Linked DNA regions of Rattus norvegicus: region 2 is linked to region 1. A link is a contact called in public Hi-C data. All regions are on one chromosome and are shown on one strand. Each heading gives the region's core, a stretch centred on a gene start, on an enhancer-like site or on the middle of the called end of the contact. The rest is flanking DNA. Distances are from core to core; before and after follow the strand shown.

Region 1 (2,884 bases), core at 352-2,851:
CAAGACCCCCCAACCTTCGTCAAGTTCAGGTCCCTGAACTGAGTTGGAGGACCAAGTACACATGGTTGGTAGTCTCTGGGGCTGGGGAGGCTCAGAGTCAGCCACGACAACCAGAAGAATCAAGTCCTCCCACAGCAGCAATTCTCCAGAAATGTTGCCATGGTAAAGGGGGACGGTAGAGCAGCTGGTGTTCAAAGAACCATTAGCATTAGAGGCTGCTGGTGATGTACACAGACACACCCAGGTTCATTCTGCTCAAACAGCACGAAGCAGTGAAGGCTTTTTGCCAAAGTGTGTGTGTATGTGTGTGTGCATGTGAGTCCATGTATGTGTGTGCACATGTGCATGTGAGTCCATGTATGTGTGTGCACGTGTGCATGTGTGTGTGCATGTGTGTGTGCATGTGTGTGCATGTGTGTGTGCATGTGAGTCCATGTATGTGTGTGCACGTGTGCATGTGTGTGTGCATGTGTGTGTGCATGTGAGTCCATGTATGTGTGTGCACGTGTGCATGTGTGTGTGCATGTGAGTCCATGTATGTGTGTGCACGTGTGCATGAGTGTGTGCCTCTGTGTGTTTATGTATGTAGGGTCTCAAGCATGCACACTTATCACTGAGCTATGCATCTGCCCTGATGGATGTGTTTTGTGATGACGAAGACTCCAAGTTTGGCCAGGATAATTCTGAGGTTTATTGCTTATTCATGAGCTTGGGAGGCTTTTGAAGAAACAAACAAATTTAGTGTGTGACCACTGTTATTCAAAAACATAAAATCGGATTACCAAGATGCAAAACAGCAATGGTGACAGGCAGAGATTCTCGGCCCCAGGGTCTGTCATGGGCATGAGGAGAGGGTAGTGGAAAACTTTACTGCCAAGTGCCACGCAGAGGTTTTGGGTCAGGGAAGTCCTGCCTGGTCATTTGTTTCCACCTGTGACTCCTGCCTGAGGATGAACCAATCCTATTGGTGGAAGCCTGCGCATTGAGGCTCTGATCAGTGGAGACCCAAATGATGCAACTTCTGCTTGGCAGGGGCCTGGCTAATTACAGACTTTTATTGATGAATTTACATACGGTGCAGATTTTGATCAGTCGAGAGTTGGTAGAGCTCACCTGTTGGGAACTATCTCAAACCATCACGCTGCCTTTATGGGTACATCGTTTCCATATTTCACCAAAGAAGACAGACATACAGCCAAGGGTAGTGCTTGAATTCAAACACCCTCCTCATGTTCCTAAGCCCATGAGACAGAGATGGCTACAAGGCAGGTAACCTCAGAACAGGCATAATTTAATGGTCAGATAGAAGGCAAATATTCCAAGGAAAGAAAGCAAAGAACCGAAATAATTAAATTCGTTGCGAGAAACTGTTTGCCATTTGCTTGAGTCAATTCAGGTAATTTTGTGCTCTAAACTTCTGCTGCTAAAATCCCACAAGCAGCTTAACTTCTCCGAAGTAAATGTGGCCCAGCGCCTCTATGGCGACGCCGTGTTAAGTGTCATGACAGCCACGAAATCACTTCCCGGGGCGCTATGAAGGAGCACAGAGTGTTATTGTTCAGTAGATTAAGATTATGGTGACTAACGCGTTATGAGCAATGTGCGTGGGAGAGGATGGAGTGTATCCAAAGCTGTAAGAGAAAGGGTACAGGAAAAGCCGCTCGCGAGGCTGCTCCCCGCCCCCGGCTCCTGCCAAGCTCACTACCCACCATCTTCAAATAGGTTTCTTCTGGGGTGGAAATGCAAGGTGGATATGGGAGCAGTGGCCCAATGGATCACACCTGTGCGTGCGCGTGTTTGTGCGTGCGTGCGTGCATGCGTGCATATGTATGTACGTGTCTGCCTGACGGCTCCACCCACAGGTACCAGGCATTTGTGGAAGATGTTGCAGGACTGGCTCAATGGGCACATAGTAGGTGATACCAAGGGCAGACACCTGCAACTTGAGGAACCCCATACTGTTGTCTCGCTCTATCTCAGTGTTCCCGTCTCTAGAGCCCTTCTAGCTCCTCCCCCAGCCCGACTTGAGAGCCCTGTAATCTACTGATTGGTCCTCAGCATATAGGAAAACCTTTTTCCCCCAACGACTATGTTCCCAGAGTCAAATTTATTTTTGTAAAACTACTAAAATAATTGTGCTCGCATTTTTTTTTTTTTTGGTTCTTTTTTTCGGAGCTGGGGACCAAACCCAGGGCCTTGTGCTTCCTAGGTAAGCGCTCTACCACTGAGCTAAATCCCCAGCCCCTGTGCTCGCATATTTAATTACAGCACTGGGAAGGTGGGGACAGACACTTGAGATCATTCTTGCCAACATACTGAGTTCAAGGCTATCCTGGGATAAAGACCCTGGAGAGAGGGAGAAAAGGGGGCGGAAGTGGAAGGGTAGGGAGGAAAACAGAGAGAACATTAAATTGCCCAGTAGACCAACAACCAGAATTTTTAAATTATTGTTGTTATTATTATTATTATTATTATTATTATTATTATTATTATTATTATTATTATTAAGGATTTCATTCAGAAAGCTCCAAAATCCTACCAGCAAACAATATATTTAGGAAAATAAATAATATTTTTGTAAACATTCAAATTCAAATTCAAGACATTCAATTCAGTTTTTGTGCTGAACTTCAATGTAAAGAAGATAAATTAGAAAGACTAACAAGGCCTGGCTTGTTTTGTTTTGTTTTGTTGTTTTGTTTCCCCCCTCTTGTTTTAAGCCACTAGCTTTGGATTTATTCTGCTATTACAGGATATTTCAGACACACAAAAAAGTGGGCTGCGGTGGTTAGTCAGCCCCAGACAATGCAGGATCAGCTATGAAAGGAATCTCACAGAAGGAGGGGCTGTGTGAGATTGTTCTGTGTCTGAGGGAGAGTGTCTT
Region 2 (3,307 bases), core at 619-3,118, 190 kb before region 1:
GCAGCATCCCCTGGGCATTTGTTGCAAAGGTGAATTTATGAGCCTCATTGTCCCTGATTTGCCGTCTGGGGCAAACTATATCAATCAGCCTCCTTTTGTAGCTGGTTGTTCTGCTCTTGTGGTTTGAGCTGCTTGGGCAACTTGTGCATGGCCACAGTTAGTAGAGTCACATGCCTTTGTTGAGTTAACTTTTATAACTGCTTTCTGAGGGCAGTTTTTGTTTTGTTTTAGACAGAATCTTGCTATGTACTTTGGCTGGCCTGAAGCTCACTGTGCTTACCAGGCTGGCATCAAGGCAGAAAAGCACCTGTCTCTGCTTCCTGAGTGCTGGGATTCATGGTGCACGCCACCACACCTGTCCCCCTTTAAAAATGTTCCTACAGGGCAGGCATTAGATTGGAGGACCAGAGGGTTTCAGTTCCTTGTAGTCTGAGTATTCTGCTATTATGTTGGCTTAGGGGCACACAATCGGGAGATTGATGGTAATTTTAACATGTCACCTCGTCCAGTCCCCTCTTCCGAGTTCCAAATTCATTTTCTCCCCTCCTCTCTACATCTGGTACTCACCTCTTCATTGCTCACTCACACCTCCCTGTGGAAATGAAGTGTTCTAAGGCATTCTCCTGTATCTGACTTCTCCAGCAATCTGTCAGGACATTCGGCCAAGCAAGTATACATCAGAGCATTGATGGGGTCTTCAGGCTGTAATTTTCCCATAGCCTTAACAGCAGGGAAACGGGTCAGAGAGGGATCCCACGCAAGGATGGAGATGTAACTCAGTGGCCCAGCTCTCGCTGAGCATGGTGTATGGCTCTGGGCTTGATCCTGATTAGCAGGGAAGAGTGTTAAGGGGGTGATTGGCCACAGTGACGTCAATGATTACGTGAATCAGATTCAGTGGGTCCCACCTGAACTCACAGGAGCTGGTGGTCTAAAAGAAATCATCTGGGCTGTCAAGCCAAGAAATAGACATCTGTAACTGAAGTAATACAACGATATCAGTATAGCGTATGGGTGACTGGCAGGAGTAAAGCATCAAGGGATTACAGTGCAAGCCCAGACATAAATATTTATATAAATGTCTATATTATGTATAAATATTTATGTTATAGATCCTGGCTTTTCAATGAGAAAATTATTATTATTATTATTTCTTTTTAAAAGAGTAATGCTGGAACAAGTGTACATGAACACACAGAAGGCTGAAGTGGAGCCCTACCTCACACCATTTAACAAGTCAGCATGGATTGCACGCCCTCATGTAGACGATGAAAAATGTGAAAAAAAAATGCATCTCTAAGGCCTTGCCTTTGTCAAAGGACTTTTAGTTATAACGTTTCTCCCTCCCCTCAATCCCACAGACAACAACCACCACAAAGCTGGATCTCTTTAGGTATGAAGATTGTGGAAATACCATTGCAAAATGTAGCAAGACATGTAGCAGAATGGGAGAGACTGTTTTCAGCCAGTAGTAAACAATCACCCTTAGTCATAGAGTCCCCGGGGACCAGCAGATGCCGGGACCCCTGGACCGCGTACATCATCAAACCTTCCATTCACTCTAGGTTTTCCCAGATGTTCTTACGATAAAGCTTAAAGGTTATATTGAGTGCAATAAGAAACAAATAAAAGCTGATAATAAAATGGGTAGAATTAAAAGAATTACTATAAGACAAAGTTATCTCAAATTTAAGAGTTATTTATTTCTGGGAATTTTTATTTAATATTTTCCACTGGAACCAAAAGTACAGAAAGCAAAGCCATGTCTGGATAAGGGGGTTTTTGTATCTGGAACATAAAAGAACTCCCACAGCTAAAGAATAAAGGACAAATAATCCACTCAAAATGAGTGAAGGCCTGAATGGACTTTTCCCCCCAAAAGACGTACACTGGACCTGTAAACGAATAGTAAGTCATTTGATATCATGAGTCACTAAGGATATGCAAGCTAAAACCACAATGAAATTCCATTTCATATTCATTAGTTTGGCTATTGTGATAATTTTCTATCAAACACTTGAGAGGAACAGTTTAGAGGGAAGAAATGTTTGATTGGCTCCAGTTTCAAGGCTGCTTGGATCCATTGCTTTGGGCTTGAGGTAAGGCTGATTATCATGGTGGTAGGACCTTGTAATGGCTGTTCACCTCTGAACTCCCAGGAAGGAGAGAGGGAGAAAAGAGAGAGAGGCGCAGAGAGACAGAGACAGGGAGACAGAGGGACAGAGAAATAGAGACAGAAGCGGAGAGACAGAGAAATGAAGACAGAGACAGAGTGGCAGAGGCAGAGAGAGACAGGGAGGCAGAGACAGAGAGGCAGAGAGACATAGAGACAGAGAGAGACAAGGAGACAGAGGTGCAGAGACAGAAAGAGACAGGGAAACAGAGAGACAGAGACAGGCAGGGACAGGGAGACAGAGACAGAGAGGCAGAGAGACATAGAGACAGAGAGAGACAAGGAGACAGAGGGGCAGAGACAGAAAGAGACAGGGAAACAGAGAGACAGAGACAGGCAGGGACAGGGAGACAGAGACAGAGAGAGAGACAGAGACAGAAGGGCAGAGACATAGAGAGACAGGGAGACAGAGACAGAGAGAGAAGGAGAGGGACAGAGAGGGACAGAGAGGAGCAAGTTATGTTTCCATAGTATGTCCCAAGTGACCCACACCTACTTCCCCCAACTAAGTCTCATTTTCTCTACTTACTGCCACCTCCTGACAGACTCATTATCACCACCAAAGGGCTAACCCAGTGATGACATCACAGCCTCAGGATCCACTCACTCCTTCAATGCCTGGTTCCATCAGCCAGGGACCAAGTCTTCAATACATGAGCCTCTTGGAGAACACTCCATATCCAAACCACAACAGCTATAATTTAGAAAAGAAACAAAATGCAAATAACATTCACTGCTAGAAAATTCGAGAGCCAGAACCTTCGTAGGCTGCTGGTGTGGACGGAAGATGGCGCGGGCACCGTCTGAAAGCACTTGGGCAGTTCTCTCAGAAGACACACACAGAGTTGCCACAGAACATGTCGGTTCAGTGCGTAAGGATACACCCAGGAGAGGTGAAAGAGCGTGCGTATGCACGAATGCTCACAGCAGCATTCCTTATTAGAACTCCAACCCGGAAACCGCTCCTGTGTCATCTGAGTGGATAAGCACAACCATGGGATTACTTACACAATGGAATGTCATTTGGCCATAATAGGAGCAGTGTCCTGACACAGAGTACACCGTGAATGAACCACGAGACAAGTATTCCGGGTGAAAGAAGGTAGTCCCAAGGACCAAGAAGTCTGTTGATGT

The links. Hi-C and Micro-C count contacts between places; a contact is called where the count stands out from the background.
Region 2: a contact with region 1 is called in a Hi-C map of Schwann cells, with 3 times the contacts expected there. The contact joins two enhancer-like sites. A contact is called at or near these places in 6 of 12 Hi-C or Micro-C datasets (the Rat2 cell line, Schwann cells, frontal cortex and 3 more).

What each region holds. Positions count from the first base shown.
Region 1 is chr9:48,759,813-48,762,696 of GRCr8, reverse strand. No RefSeq gene overlaps it. Among named protein-coding and RNA genes, the nearest start is that of Pdcl3, 31 kb to the right of the region's middle. Within about 2 kb of position 1,601, at least 11 of the 93 cell types and tissues checked have an H3K27ac peak or open chromatin away from gene starts, as enhancers often do. A contact at or near this core is called in Schwann cells, where this site is marked.
Region 2 is chr9:48,949,677-48,952,983 of GRCr8, reverse strand. No RefSeq gene overlaps it. Among named protein-coding and RNA genes, the nearest start is that of Npas2, 8.2 kb to the left of the region's middle. Within about 2 kb of position 1,868, at least 1 of the 93 cell types and tissues checked has an H3K27ac peak or open chromatin away from gene starts, as enhancers often do. A contact at or near this core is called in Schwann cells, where this site is marked.